3 separate regions of the Sus scrofa genome follow, and all the other regions are linked to region 3. The links are chromatin contacts, called in public HiChIP or PLAC-seq and promoter capture Hi-C maps. All regions are on one chromosome and are shown on one strand. Each heading gives the region's core, a stretch centred on a gene start, on an enhancer-like site or on the middle of the called end of the contact. The rest is flanking DNA. Distances are from core to core; before and after follow the strand shown. Region 1 holds the start of PSMA6 (proteasome subunit alpha 6). Region 2 holds the start of NFKBIA (NFKB inhibitor alpha). Region 3 holds the start of PPP2R3C (serine/threonine-protein phosphatase 2A regulatory subunit B'' subunit gamma).

Region 1 (4,222 bases), core at 402-2,901, 160 kb before region 3:
ACTTATTTTGAACTACATGTTCTATTCCAAATCTTTTAAAACTATTAAAAGGACATTATATTCAGCCTTTATACACACCAAATTTGGAACACATTAGAGCCTCTGCTTTATGACTAGATTTCACAATATAGTATACAAAAGCGAAGTGTAGATCTAAGTATCTTTTCCTGTTCGCATATTAAAAACCATGAAATAAAATATTCAAAGCATAATGCAATACAGAAAAAGTTTTTAAAACTCTGGAATGAAAACTTTAAAAATGAAATTTCCCTGCAGATACAGTTTTAACTCTCCTTTCTATCTTAGATCACATTTTTCAATTGGAGATGATTTAAAGGATTACTGAATTACCAAGTATGATGTTGTTTCTTGTTACGTTATATCCAGTATGTAGCCATACAGTAGACTGGTTTCATTCCAAGTTATCTTTACTTCTAAAATTTACTGAAGAGAACCTCATTCATAGGCCAATTCTCTCCTAATGATTTCCAAGCACTGTCCTCACAAAGGGAGTGAGGTGCTAACTAAACCCACTCAGAAATGAAATCATCAGGGGTCAGGTGGAAATCAGGTTCTCCTGACACTGAATTCTCCATAGTAGGAGGTAAAGGGTCTGGGGTTATAATCATAACCTAAACCCTGAAACCACTTCGATCCAACAAAATATGTTACACTGAACAACTATAACTACTTTATGGTTTATTTCCATTGAAGCTGTTCTTCAGAAAACAGCTAGTTCACCATACCTCATTTACAATTCAGAACCAGCTTTTAATCTATAGGGCCATTCGAACAGATGTGGGTTAAGAGTGGATGTTAGTTTCCAAAACAGCTCTAGACTTGATAGCCACTCATCCTATCTACCAGTTTTCCAAAGATGTCCTGAACTCTGTAGATACTTGTAATTTGGAGATCTTTATTTCTTCTTATCTGTTTAAGTACCTGTCACCACCTTAAAGCTGTGAGCTTCAGTATAGGAGAGGGTGTGACATCGGTGCATCCCCCAGGACCAGCACAAGGCACACAGAAAGCTCTGAATGCCTGTGGAAACAACTGCAGGACAAGGAAGTCCATGCTGCAAACAAAGGACAACGGAGAGGGAACGTTTTAACTGGAAGGTGCAGGAACCAATTACGCTTTAGAGACTTACAGGCGTTGCACCTACTCAGGTAAAAATGTAACAAGTGAAGGGACATCAGCAAGCCGGACTCGGGCATTACAGCCTACCTTCCGTGACTCTTTACTGTGTACATGTGGTGTAGCCGCTCGCCCTGGAGAGTCCGAGGCCTTCCGCCTTCGGGCTCCCACCCCTGCCGGCAAACAGCGGGGCGAACATTACCAGACTCAACCTGTCCTCAGCCCCCTCCCGTCATGACCGGCCATGCTTCAGCCCGGGACTAAACTCCAGCCGCGTCTGCCTGCTTCCAGGCCGTACCATGACAGAGCAATTAGAGCAGACCAAAGGCAGACCCGGTTCACTCACCTACTTGGTACAGCCGGCCCTCGGGGGAAAAAATGGTAATGTGACGGTCAAAACCAGCGCTGGAACCACGGGACATGGTGGTGAACCACTACTCCAAGCACAGTCTCGATGTCCCGTAGCTCCCGCACCAGGCGTACAAGCCTCTCAGGAAGTTACAGCGACCGCTTCCGGGGCACAGACCGGCTTCATCCGCTCCTGCGCACAGAACTCACAACTCCGAGGCCCCGCCGCTGGTGGGGGGGAGTGAGGAGAGCCGACTGAAGGTTTTCTGAGCGCATGCGCCAGCCCTAAGTGTGGGAGACCTGAAGTAGGCAGGGGAGTTCCGGTTATGACGGTTTAGAGCTCTCTTCTGGAGACTGAATTGACCAAAGCAAGAACAAAAAAACCTTTCCGGGGCCTGCAGTGATATGCCTGTCAGTGTAACCTAAATGGATCGTGTATTTAACAAATTACTCATTAGTTTTGGCACCTGTAATATCCACCCTGGGTCTGGATTGCTGGCGTTCTTCCTAACCTCCTCTTTCCCCTACCACTTTCCTTCCTGCTGCTGCAGGGAGAAATAAATGGATTACAGCGGCTGCGCTAGCAGCCGTAGATTTTATATACAGAAGTGTTCTGGTAGCCACTCCAGAGCAGAATTTTCTTCAGGCTAGTTAAGATCCTTCTTTGGTCAGAACCGCACCCCCCCCACCCCATAGTTGTGTCTTTAAAATGATACTTAGGGGGAAATTTAGGTGTAATAGAGGAATCAGTAGCCTTGATTGATAACGAACAAGAACCGAAGCACAAAACATAGCAGGCTGATACTAGATGTACTAAGGAGAATAATTCCAAGCAGGCGAGGTAGCTCCTGGAGAACAGCAGGTGGCTTTTGAAACTGTTAAGATGTGCCTATTTTGACCTTACCCCAAGGCACACTCCTATTTAGAGAATATAAAATGCTGAACTGATTGATGTTAAGCTACTGTTGCTCATCACCACCACTCAGTAGTTTGTACACCAATAAGGCCAGATATGTCAAGATTGCTGGCACTTCAATGCCAGCTGTAAGTAATAATGAGGAAAGTTTTTGTTGTTTTGTTTAGTTTTTTTGTCTTTTCAGGGTCACACCTGCAGCATATGGAAGTTTCCAGGCTAGGGTTGAATCTGAACTGTAGCTGCCCGCTTACACCACAGCCACAGCAACACCTGATCCAAGCCGCATCTGCGACCTACACCACACAGCTCAAGGCAATGCTGAGCGAGGCCAGGGATAGAACCCAAGTCTTCTTGGATACTAGTCAGGTTCCTTACCAATAAGCCATATCAGGAACTCCCGGATTCTTACCTCTTTAATATATTTCCTCTTAAACTCACATTCCATTTAAATGAAAAAATTTTGCAAGAGCCTCCTAAGGAGTTTCTTAAGGAAGTTCCAATTTCTCCAGTGTTTTTAATATGTACACATATATCATTACTAAAAAAGAAAATCCAAAACTGAAACTTAAGAAAATAGTAAGTGCAAGCATCATCATCTCCACACAGGGTACTTTCCATCTCTGGCTGATTCCCAAGTGTACTGTTAAAAGTTGTCCCTTGCTTCTAGTTTAGGTCCTTACCCTCAAGACCAATTCCTCCTGACCTTTTGAGTACTTTCTTTCCCTCAGACGTTGAACAAGTCTCCTAAACTGATTCCTAGTATGCCTGAACAGTCCTAGATAAAACGATTTCTCTGTAAGATTGCTAGGAGGGTGAATTCATTCAAAAGCCCCCTCTGTGCTATTTCCTCAAAACTAGGTCTCTACTTGGATCCTCCTCTAGTGCTGAGCCTTCTCTAATCGCCTGTATTTTTCATATTGACACACATGGTACCTCAAAACCCAATATGGATAAAAACAGAACTCTTCAACCCATCTCTTCTCTCCCAAACTAATTCCTGCCCCTCTTACCATCCAAGTCCTCAGAGCCAAAACCTTGCAGCAGTCTTCAGTCCTCCCAGAATTCCTACTCAGTCCCCATGTCATCCTGCTTCTTCTTCTGCTGCTCTTATTTTCTGTAATATCATAATTTTGTTTTCTGTTTATTGTCTCCCCTCCTGCACTGATGTAAATTCCAAGAGAGCAAGAATCTTTGTTAATGTTCACTGGTTTAGCTCAGGTGGCTGAACAATACCTAACCTATATTAAGTGCTCAATAAATATTAGTTGAACGAATGAATCCCTTACAGCATAATGGTTAGGAGTGCATCCCTCTCTATTTAAATCTGAATGTAAATCCTATTTGTGACGGTTAACCACATGTGACCATATGCAACTGCCTAGGTCTGGATGGATTTCCTTATCTGTTAAATTTGGGTAAGATCCACTTTATGGGGGGTGTTGTGGGGGTTAAATGAGAGAAAGCAAGAAAGCGAGGTATGAAACAAAAACACCTAGCACATAATAAGCACTCATTAAACAGTGGCTGTGATTGTTGCCTTCCTGTCTGGTCAGTCACCATATCCTGTTGATTATTCCTATGTAGTGATTCCGTCTGCTTTTCACCCTCACTGCCACCCTCCTTTTTCCAGTTTGGCTGGTCTGGCGCAAGAGAGTCTCTTCTTGCTGATTTGCACTCCTGGAATCATTTTCTTGAGCAAAATCTCATTGGGTTGCTTCTCTGCCCAGATTTCTTTGGGCTACTGAATAAAATTGTCTTGAACCTAACTGACCCGTACCTATCTTTTCAGCCTTGTCATCCACTTCTGTCACTACTGCAGGG
Region 2 (4,308 bases), core at 612-3,111, 250 kb before region 3:
TGAGCCACGACAGGAACTCCAAGTAATACCATTTTTAATCTGGAAAAAAATCTAAATATCATTAAATCCAACCTTGTTATTATAAAAGAAGGTACCCCATAGCAAAGGTAGCTAATTCATTCAACTAATGTGCAGCTCATTAAGGGTGGAGCTGGGAAGTGAGATCTCCTACTTAGCGTCACATGCCACCTTGCCTAATAATGATGTATTTGTCTATCAAATGCCTACAAAGACATACAGAGTCTCTCCCTGGACAGTTTTCATTTTATTATGTGATCGTTACTACCCCAAAGATTTCTTTCTTGATTTTATTTTGTCCCTCATATTCTGTCTGTCATCCCTACATTCAGATATCAGAGGTGGGGGTATTGGGGAGGGGGAGATGAGGAGAGGAAAAGGATTGGTTGGTGCATGGCCAGTCAAGTTGAAGATGATTGCAACAATCACGAGAAATCTCTGCAAAACTATAAAAGCTTCCTGGGGTGCCTTCTGAAAAAGTCTGATCCAAGTTGCTTTATTAGGGCCTGGACCATTTCTAGAAGTAGATGAATGCATTCCTTTCATTGGCTAGGAGGTGGGGATGGGGCAGAGAGCATACTTCTGTTTCTGCAGCTGAGACCTGGACATGGTGAACCTGGAGTAGCTACCCATATGGCATGGACAGGTCCAACTGCTGCCCCCTCCTTTGTCCCCCAAGAAGCCAGCAGGGGCAGGATGAAGGCCACCTTGGGGCTGCCCTGAGCCTCCTGCAGTATGCCTGGCAACTACTTTCTTAGCCATCTTTAAGGCCCAATCTTGGGTAAAATACTACTCAACCCATTCTTTAGCCACCTTCTCCAAATGCTTCTAGAAAGCGGCCCCCACAAGTAGGTTCTCTGCAGCAGCACAGTGCAAATGGAGGAACACGACCTCAGTAATTATTTTGTCACTGCAAAGTATCTACAACCTTTGCTATAAAAATTAACACCTTGCTTTCCCTGAAAAATAGCCCAGTCATATCCAGCATTTTCCAGCATCCAGGGCAGAGTGCTTGCTCCTCCCCCAGTCAACAGGACTGTTCATACCGAGGAAATGATTTGAGGGTTCTCTAAGCATTTACGCTGTTAATGCTAAAGCTTTCACGACTTCTACCTGAGGGGGGCTTGAGGGAGGGGGAGGTTTATGTCCCTGCACTGCCAGGAGCCTGGTCTTTGGTAGGAACGCAGAGGCAGCCGGCGACCTTCCACCCTCAGTGTGTCCTTCCCCAGGAGTTTAGGGAAGTGAATCCCTAGATCCAGCCAACATTTCCACTCCCATTTTCAAGAGATTAAAAAAAAAAAAAAAAAAAAAAAAGGAAAGCATCGGCAGGTCAGCAAACCAGCAGTTCTCCATCCTTGGGATCTTAGCAGCCGACGACCCCAAATCAAATCGATCGTGGGAAACCCCAGGGAAAATAAGGTTCCATGCAGAGGGCCAGGATTACTGACTGCAGGCTGCAGGGAAGTACCGGGGGAGGGGGCCGGGTCGGGAGGACTTTCCAGCCACTCAGCGTGCATTAAAAAGTTCCCTGTACATGACCCCAGTGGCTCATCGCAGGGAGTTTCTCTGATGAACCCGGGCGCGGGGTTTAGGCTTCTTTTTCCCCCAGCAGAGGACGAGGCCAGTTCTCTTTTCTGGTCTGACTGGCTTGGAAATTCCCCGAGCTTGACCCCGCCCAGGAGAAATCCCCTGCCAGCGTTTATAGGGCGCCGCGGCGGCGCTGCCGAGCCCACAACAGTCCGAGGCCATCGTCCCGCCCGCCCGAGCCACCGCGAGCAGCCAGCGCGCCGCGCAGCCTGTGGCCCGCGCACCTAGGGAGCAGCGCCCAAGCCCTCATCGCGCCATGTTCCAGCCCGCAGAGCCCGGCCAGGAGTGGGCCATGGAGGGGCCCCGGGACGCGCTCAAGAAGGAGCGGCTACTGGATGACCGCCACGACAGCGGCCTGGACTCCATGAAGGACGAGGAGTACGAGCAGATGGTGAAGGAGCTGCGCGAGATCCGCCTCGAGCCGCAGGAGGCGCCCCGCGGCGCCGAGCCCTGGAAGCAGCAGCTCACCGAGGACGGAGACTCGTAAGTGTCGCGGGCCCGGGTGGCGGGGCCGGGTGGGGGCGCTGGGCCTGCAGCCGGAGGTGCGGGGCCCGCGCTGCGGCCGCGAATCGGGGTTCGTGCACGGACCCCGAGGCTGTGCAAAGGTGCACGGTTGCGCGTGGGAGCCGGGGATCGGGGATTGGGGCCGTGGTCCCGCGGCTCTACCTTGCAGCCGTGCACACCTCCCACCCCTCACCCACCTTTGCGGGTCCCCTCGGCCGGGGGCGGGGCGGCCACGGGGACGCGAAGTCCCCGCTTGCATAAGGGGGGGCGGGAGTTTCTGCCCCGCTGGCGGGCGGGAGGGGAAGTACAGGGCGTTCCGGCCCGGCGGGAGGGCGGGGCGGTCTGGCCGGCGCCCGCCGCCTGGGGAGGGGGGGGGGGCGGAAAGTCCCTGGGTGCCTGCCAGGAACACTCAGCTCATAATAACCTCGCGGAAAACACCGCGGCCTCGGCCTCCAGAAACCCCGGGCTTGCGCAATCCCCTGCGGGCTGTGCCTCCCTGGGCCCCACGCAGTGCACTCACCAGCCCTGGGGGTTTTCCCTCTCTTCCCCTCAGGTTCCTGCACTTGGCCATCATCCATGAAGAGAAGGCACTGACCATGGAAGTGGTCCGCCAAGTGAAGGGAGATCTGGCTTTTCTTAACTTCCAGAACAACCTGCAGCAGGTGCGCTGCTTGCCCGCCCCGTGCCTCTTGGGTTCTGCCTCTCTGACCCCTTGATGGAGCTGGATCTAGCACAGTTATTTCCAATGATTTCCCAATTAACTGCCCCTAGTCATGATCCGCCCTGAGCTTTTACATCTGAATCAGCCAACATCCTAGAGAGGAAGGAAAAATCCCATTGATTTGGTGAGGCTTTTATGAAGCCCACCTGGGGTCTCCCGTCTGTTTCCTTAACCCCTTGTATCTGTCTGGGAGGAGCGGCACGCACAACCAGGATATCTCTAGGGTTCAAGGGGAACATGGATTGTGGGTTTGATCCATGGCTTATCCTTTCTGTCCCTCTTCTGTTGGTAGACTCCACTCCACTTGGCGGTGATCACCAACCAGCCAGAAATCGCTGAGGCACTTCTGGAAGCTGGCTGTGATCCTGAGCTCCGAGACTTTCGAGGAAATACCCCTCTACACCTTGCCTGTGAGCAGGGCTGCCTGGCCAGTGTGGGAGTCCTGACTCAGCCCCGCGGGACCCAGCACCTCCACTCCATTCTGCAGGCCACCAACTACAATGGTAAGTCTGGCTGCCCTATGCATCAGAGGGCACGTGACACAGACAAGGGAGAGGTGGGCCGACTTAAGGCAAGGTGTAAACTCTCAACACGTGAAAGGCTGAGAAAACATGTATGCATCAAGGTCTTAGTAAAACATGTATGCATTTGATGCCTTACTAAAGTCCATTCAGAACCCAGAGTCTGGGTTCTTCAAATTCAGAAGACCTCCTCCCTTAAAAGAATAGGTGAAAGTTCTGAGAAGTGAGGGTGGCAACAAGTGCTTATATTTTGTTACTTTTGGTACTCTAGGCCACACATGTCTGCACTTAGCCTCGATCCATGGCTACCTGGGCATTGTGGAGCTGTTGGTGTCTTTGGGTGCTGATGTCAACGCTCAGGTGGGTGCTTCAAGCCTACAGATGGAGGGCATTCAGCCCTCAATAAGATCACATGCTCTTGCTGCTAGCAGAAACCTCAGACTCAGCCATAAGCATCTCAAATTCCTTTTGGTTTCAGGAGCCCTGCAATGGCCGAACCGCCCTGCATCTTGCGGTGGACCTGCAGAATCCCGACCTGGTGTCGCTCTTGTTGAAGTGTGGGGCTGATGTCAACAGAGTCACCTACCAGGGCTACTCCCCGTACCAGCTCACCTGGGGCCGCCCAAGCACTCGGATACAGCAGCAGCTGGGCCAGCTGACCCTAGAAAACCTCCAGATGCTTCCAGAGAGCGAGGATGAGGAGAGCTATGACACGGAGTCAGAGTTCACAGAGGATGAGGTGAGTCCCAATGACCTTGTTCACGGGTCTGCAAAAAGCAATGCTCTCGGACCCCTAGAGCTCCTCCTTTTCCTGAGGGTCTCAACATAATGAGGATCTCAAATTAGGGAGCATAAGCAGTGTCCTAAGAGTAGGTTTAGGGGGAGGATTATGGTCTGGGGTTTTCTTTTGCTTTTTTGCTCTTTTTGAAGGAGAGGATCCTTAAAGGAAAACTTCAG
Region 3 (4,304 bases), core at 528-3,027:
CAAAATTACCTCTCAAACCATGTTTTTATACTGTGAGCAAATGACTCCCCAGGATACAGCTGATTATTTCTTAGATACAAAAGAATGTCTTGTAGTTTGTTTGAATACTCATCATCTTTTATTCCTTTTCCAAAATCGAAGAAGGCTTTTAAAGTTTCCAACATAGGAACAATATCATGACCTAACAACTCCTGATGTAACTTCCAAGCTACATTTACATCTTGATGCAAGAGGGCTCCCTGAATACAGTCATTATAGTTCATTTTTGAAGGGATTATGACTTTTTTGAGATCCTCTAACAGCAGCAAGGCCTCTCTCCATCTGTCTGTATGGATTAATCCCCGGATGAGAAGAGTGTACCCTCCAGATTCTAAACGCTTGTATCTGGCTTTCATGATTTCATAGACATCAATAATTTCTGCTGTTTCCTTATGAAAAACACAGAGATACAAATACTTGACCAGCAAATCATAGCCTATAACACCATTGTTGTTTGCAGCTACCCAAGCCAGTACAGATTTAGCCACATCTATAGAGCTATGATATTTAACCATCTGTGAAAGGATCCAATTCTCAAAATTAGTCTTTCCTTTGAAATCTTCCTTAAGTTTATTCCACTCCTCTGAATTCAAAGGTTTTGTTGGGAGTTGAACAATGTTCCTCACAGGCGGCCGGAAATAATCTTTACTCTGAGGATTCATCTCTGATCTCTTCTTAGCTGCTCCAGCTGCAAAGAGATGAGGAGAATCAGCAGAAACTTGCTTATTACTACCCTCATCTCTTTTCCTGACATATCTAGCCTTGGCAATCAGCAGATTCATGGCTTTGGTATTTTGTGGAGACATTGGTTTAAGAGAAAACCACTTATAGTTCCTGATACCATAACAGTCTTTGAGAAGGAGACTGAGATAGGCGTGTCCTGGGCCTAGGCCAAGGTATGGGTTACTCTTCCAAAGCTTAGGAAAGCTCCGAATACCAGTAAAATAGAAAGTCATTATGCAGTGAAATCAGCACCAGATTGTAAGAGATATGGTCAAAAAGCCCCAACGTCTACAGCATAATTAAGAGATTGGGGGTAGAAGGTGGAGAATCGAAGCGGCAACTTTCTAAAAGATGATTTTCAGCTTCTAAGACAAATGTGGGTTCTGATTTGGGGGCTAGTTAACAGCAGTGAAGTTTGGTTCCGTTCTCTCCATTAAACAACGATCTGAAGACATCCAACGTCGGTCACAAGTCCCAGGTAGAGAGAACAAAGGAGGAATCCTCTGGTGCCTATTATATTCCAGTCTGGAACCTAAGAAAAAGGCACAAAGAGTATCAGCCAGTTGACTCACATGGACCATAGACGTCCTTGAAAAGGGGCAGGATCCCAGAGGAGCCGGGTTGCAGAAGAGGCGTAAAGTCGAGAGCCCCCTACCCCAGACCCACCAGCAGTAAGGTCAGAGGCGAAAGCCCAAGTCCAGGGGCCCTGGCCGCCAAACTCGCCAAATGAGGAAACAGGGCTGGGGAAGGGGAAGAGAAAGAGCCAGCCAGCGACACAGGTAAGGAAGGGAAGTCCACGAGGATGCAGTGCTCCTACAATGTACCCATGGACCACAAACGGAGTTCACTTGATTCAACAACTCACCACAGCACTCACGCTCCATGCATCCAGAAACGAGGCGGAAACTACCGCGCCCACAATGCACCGCGACGGCCCGGGCTGCGGAGGCGTGGCTGAACCCAGCGCAGGCGTTCTGCCCGGCCTGGAAGCGAGTAAAGGGGATTCTGAGCCTTTTAGTGGCGGGAGGGGGATACAGGCGGCTGCTGAAGGCGGCTACTGCATTCAAGGGGCCTTCAGATACCGCAATGACCAATGAAAAGAAACTGAAATTAGAAAGCTCTTTCCTTTAGCCGGAAGTGCCGCAGGAACTTCTGGGTCACGTGGGGACAAGCGCCAAAGGGCCGAGATGAAGAAATAGAGCAGGCTTTCTTATCCTGTACCTTTAAAATCGGGCTTGGTGAAGCTGGGACGCTGCCTTAAAGAGGCTCATTCTCCGTCTCTTTCACGTTTGTTCCCCCTGCTGTTTGCGTGAGCGCCGTATTTTCCTCAGTGGCGATAGTGACCGACTTAGCCGGATTAGCCGACTTCCGCCCGTGGCTAAGATGGTGGTCGAGCAGCCTTCGTAACCTTTACGGGGCTGGGCGGTGTTGACGCCAGAGCTGGCGTGGGTGGAGCGGTTGGTAAACAGCAAATGCCGGAACTGAAGCGTCGGGGTCAGCGATGGACTGGAAAGAAATTCTGCGCCGGCGGTTAGCGATGCCCAACACCGGTCCAAACAGTGAGTTTGGGAGGGGCCGCCCGCAAAAAGAGCCTGGCTCTAAACTCCCGGAGGTGGGAGGAGGATGGGCAGGGGCAGCTCCTGGGAGCCGCGCTTTCCTCTTGGGTAAAGCCTCTCCTGACAAAGGAGGCTGACTGGAATGGGTTTAGGAGCCAGAGATGTTTGATCCACATTTCCCTGGCAAAAGATTTGTGGGAATAAAAAGTTACCTTAGCCACTCACTTGGGTGGTCCAGACCTAGACTTGTGAAGGATCATTGAGAATCCCGACGCCAACAACCCTTCTATCCTACCGGGATCTATAATCCATTGCTCCTGTAGATTTTTATTTGCCACACTTTTCATTTTTCTCCTTAATCCATTTTAGACTTCATAATCCACTTTTCCTTGTCTTTTCCTTCTACTTCATACTTACTAACTTATCAGCCTAATTAAACATCGTTCCTATTCCACATCTGCATCCAGGGCAGCTGAAAGTGATTGGAGAAAAATGGAACCATGGTGAACTGCCTCGCTTTTAATTCGTGTAACTTAAAGTAGGTGTTTTGAAGTTCATTTACACTTCTTCCGTGTTTCCCTAAAGTCAGGTTCCTGCAGTCTATGGCAGTTCTTTCTCATCTCCCAACCTCCAGTCCTCCAGTATGTCCTACTTACTCCTTACTTCTAGCTGATGAGCTAGTATATGTATTTGAGAAAGTAGAAACAATCGAAGAAATTCACCTGTTTCCATTTTACCATTTCTGTCACCATCCCCCCATAGGTGACCTTAAGATAATAAACTGGCCATGCTCCTATTTGAGACAGTCCCTCTGCTCCAACACTAGATCGTGTTCCTCTATTTTATTCATTGACTTCATTATCCTCTCATGCATCATCAGATTTTCTTTCTCAGTGGATCATTGCCATCAGCTCTGACAAACATACTGTAATGTCACACATCATTACTAAAAAAAAGAAAAAAAATCATTTGATTTCACATCCCCATCCAGCTTTTGCTAGTAGTGTGGTAGTGTTTCTTTTCCACCTATAGCTCTACCCCATTTTTCTGCTCCCCTTGTAGCAACACTTGATTAAAGAGTTGTTGGGTAAATCTGTACTGGTCTCTAATTCCTGCTTGTCATGATAGTCAGTGATCTCCATGTTGTTCCAGTGCTCAGTTTTCCTCATATTACTTGACCTGCTCAGCCCCTGCCAGGGACATAGTAGTTCACTATCTCCTCTCACAGGTACTTTCTTGTCTTGGTTTCTAGGACACACTCAGTTTTCCTCCTACCTCACCAGTTAGCCCTTCCCAATCTGCGCTTTTCCTTCCCCTCCTCCCCTAGAATTTAGCATTTGAATGCCCGAGGCTAAGTTCTTGGTCAGCATCTTTTCTCTATTTACCCTCACTTTCATGGTGAAACTATCCAATCTTATGGCTTTACATTCTATATGCTAATGTCTTCTAAACGTGTATCTCTCCCCTGGACCACTTCCCAAATGCCAGATTCATGTATTTAATTGCCTACTAGACATGGCCACTTAGATCTAATAGGTATCTTAATCTCTTCCAAAATTGAACTCCTCCTCTCCTTCCTAACTTGCTCACTCATAGTTTTCCCCATCTTAGTTCCAGGCATTCCCATCTGCTCAGTTCAAAAGCTTTGGAGAGTGGAGTTCCCATCGTGGCTCAGTGGAAACAAATCCAACTAGGAACCATGAGGTTGCAGGTTCAATCCCTGGCCTCGCTCAGTGGGTTAAGGATCCATTGTTGCCGTGAGCTGTGGTCACAAATGCTGCTTGGATCTGGCGTGGCTGTGGCGTAGGCCAGCAGCTGTAGCTTTGATTAGACTCCTAGCCTGGGAAGCTCCATATGCTACAAGTGCAGCCCTAAAAAGCAAAAAAAAAAAAAAAAAAAAAAAAACCCACAAGAAACCTTTGGAGATATCTTTGATTGCTCTTATTCTCTAGTACCAGCATCCAGTGTGTCAGCAAATCCTAGGAC

What was found. Promoter capture Hi-C pulls out the DNA fragments that hold promoters and counts their contacts. HiChIP or PLAC-seq counts read pairs in DNA pulled down with a chosen protein or histone mark.
Region 1: a contact with region 3 is called in a promoter capture Hi-C map of liver, with 4 times the contacts expected there. The contact joins the promoter of PSMA6 here to the promoter of PPP2R3C in region 3. A contact is called at or near these places in 1 of 5 promoter capture datasets (liver) and 1 of 2 datasets of contacts at active chromatin or transcription factors (alveolar macrophages).
Region 2: a contact with region 3 is called in an H3K27ac HiChIP or PLAC-seq map of alveolar macrophages. The contact joins the promoter of NFKBIA here to the promoter of PPP2R3C in region 3. A contact is called at or near these places in 1 of 5 promoter capture datasets (fetal liver) and 2 of 2 datasets of contacts at active chromatin or transcription factors (alveolar macrophages and skeletal muscle).

Annotation. Positions count from the first base shown.
Region 1 is chr7:64,601,700-64,605,921 of Sscrofa11.1, forward strand. PSMA6 (proteasome subunit alpha 6) reads right to left here and starts at 1,652. Exons shown (of 7, transcript NM_001139472.2): 1 at 1,484-1,652. The coding sequence starts at 1,559.
Region 2 is chr7:64,506,258-64,510,565 of Sscrofa11.1, forward strand. It overlaps NFKBIA (NFKB inhibitor alpha), which reads left to right and starts at 1,862. Exons shown (of 6, transcript NM_001005150.1): 1 at 1,862-2,088; 2 at 2,663-2,771; 3 at 3,123-3,333; 4 at 3,623-3,711; 5 at 3,830-4,090. The coding sequence starts at 1,862. It overlaps LOC110261573 (a long non-coding RNA gene), which reads right to left and starts at 2,656. Exons shown (of 3, transcript XR_002345861.1): 1 at 2,307-2,656.
Region 3 is chr7:64,761,135-64,765,438 of Sscrofa11.1, forward strand. It overlaps PPP2R3C (serine/threonine-protein phosphatase 2A regulatory subunit B'' subunit gamma), which reads left to right and starts at 1,778. Exons shown (of 13, transcript XM_021099169.1): 1 at 1,778-2,321. The coding sequence starts at 2,264. KIAA0391 (mitochondrial ribonuclease P protein 3) reads right to left here and starts at 2,138. Exons shown (of 8, transcript XM_021099168.1): 1 at 1,984-2,138; 2 at 10-1,294. The coding sequence starts at 995.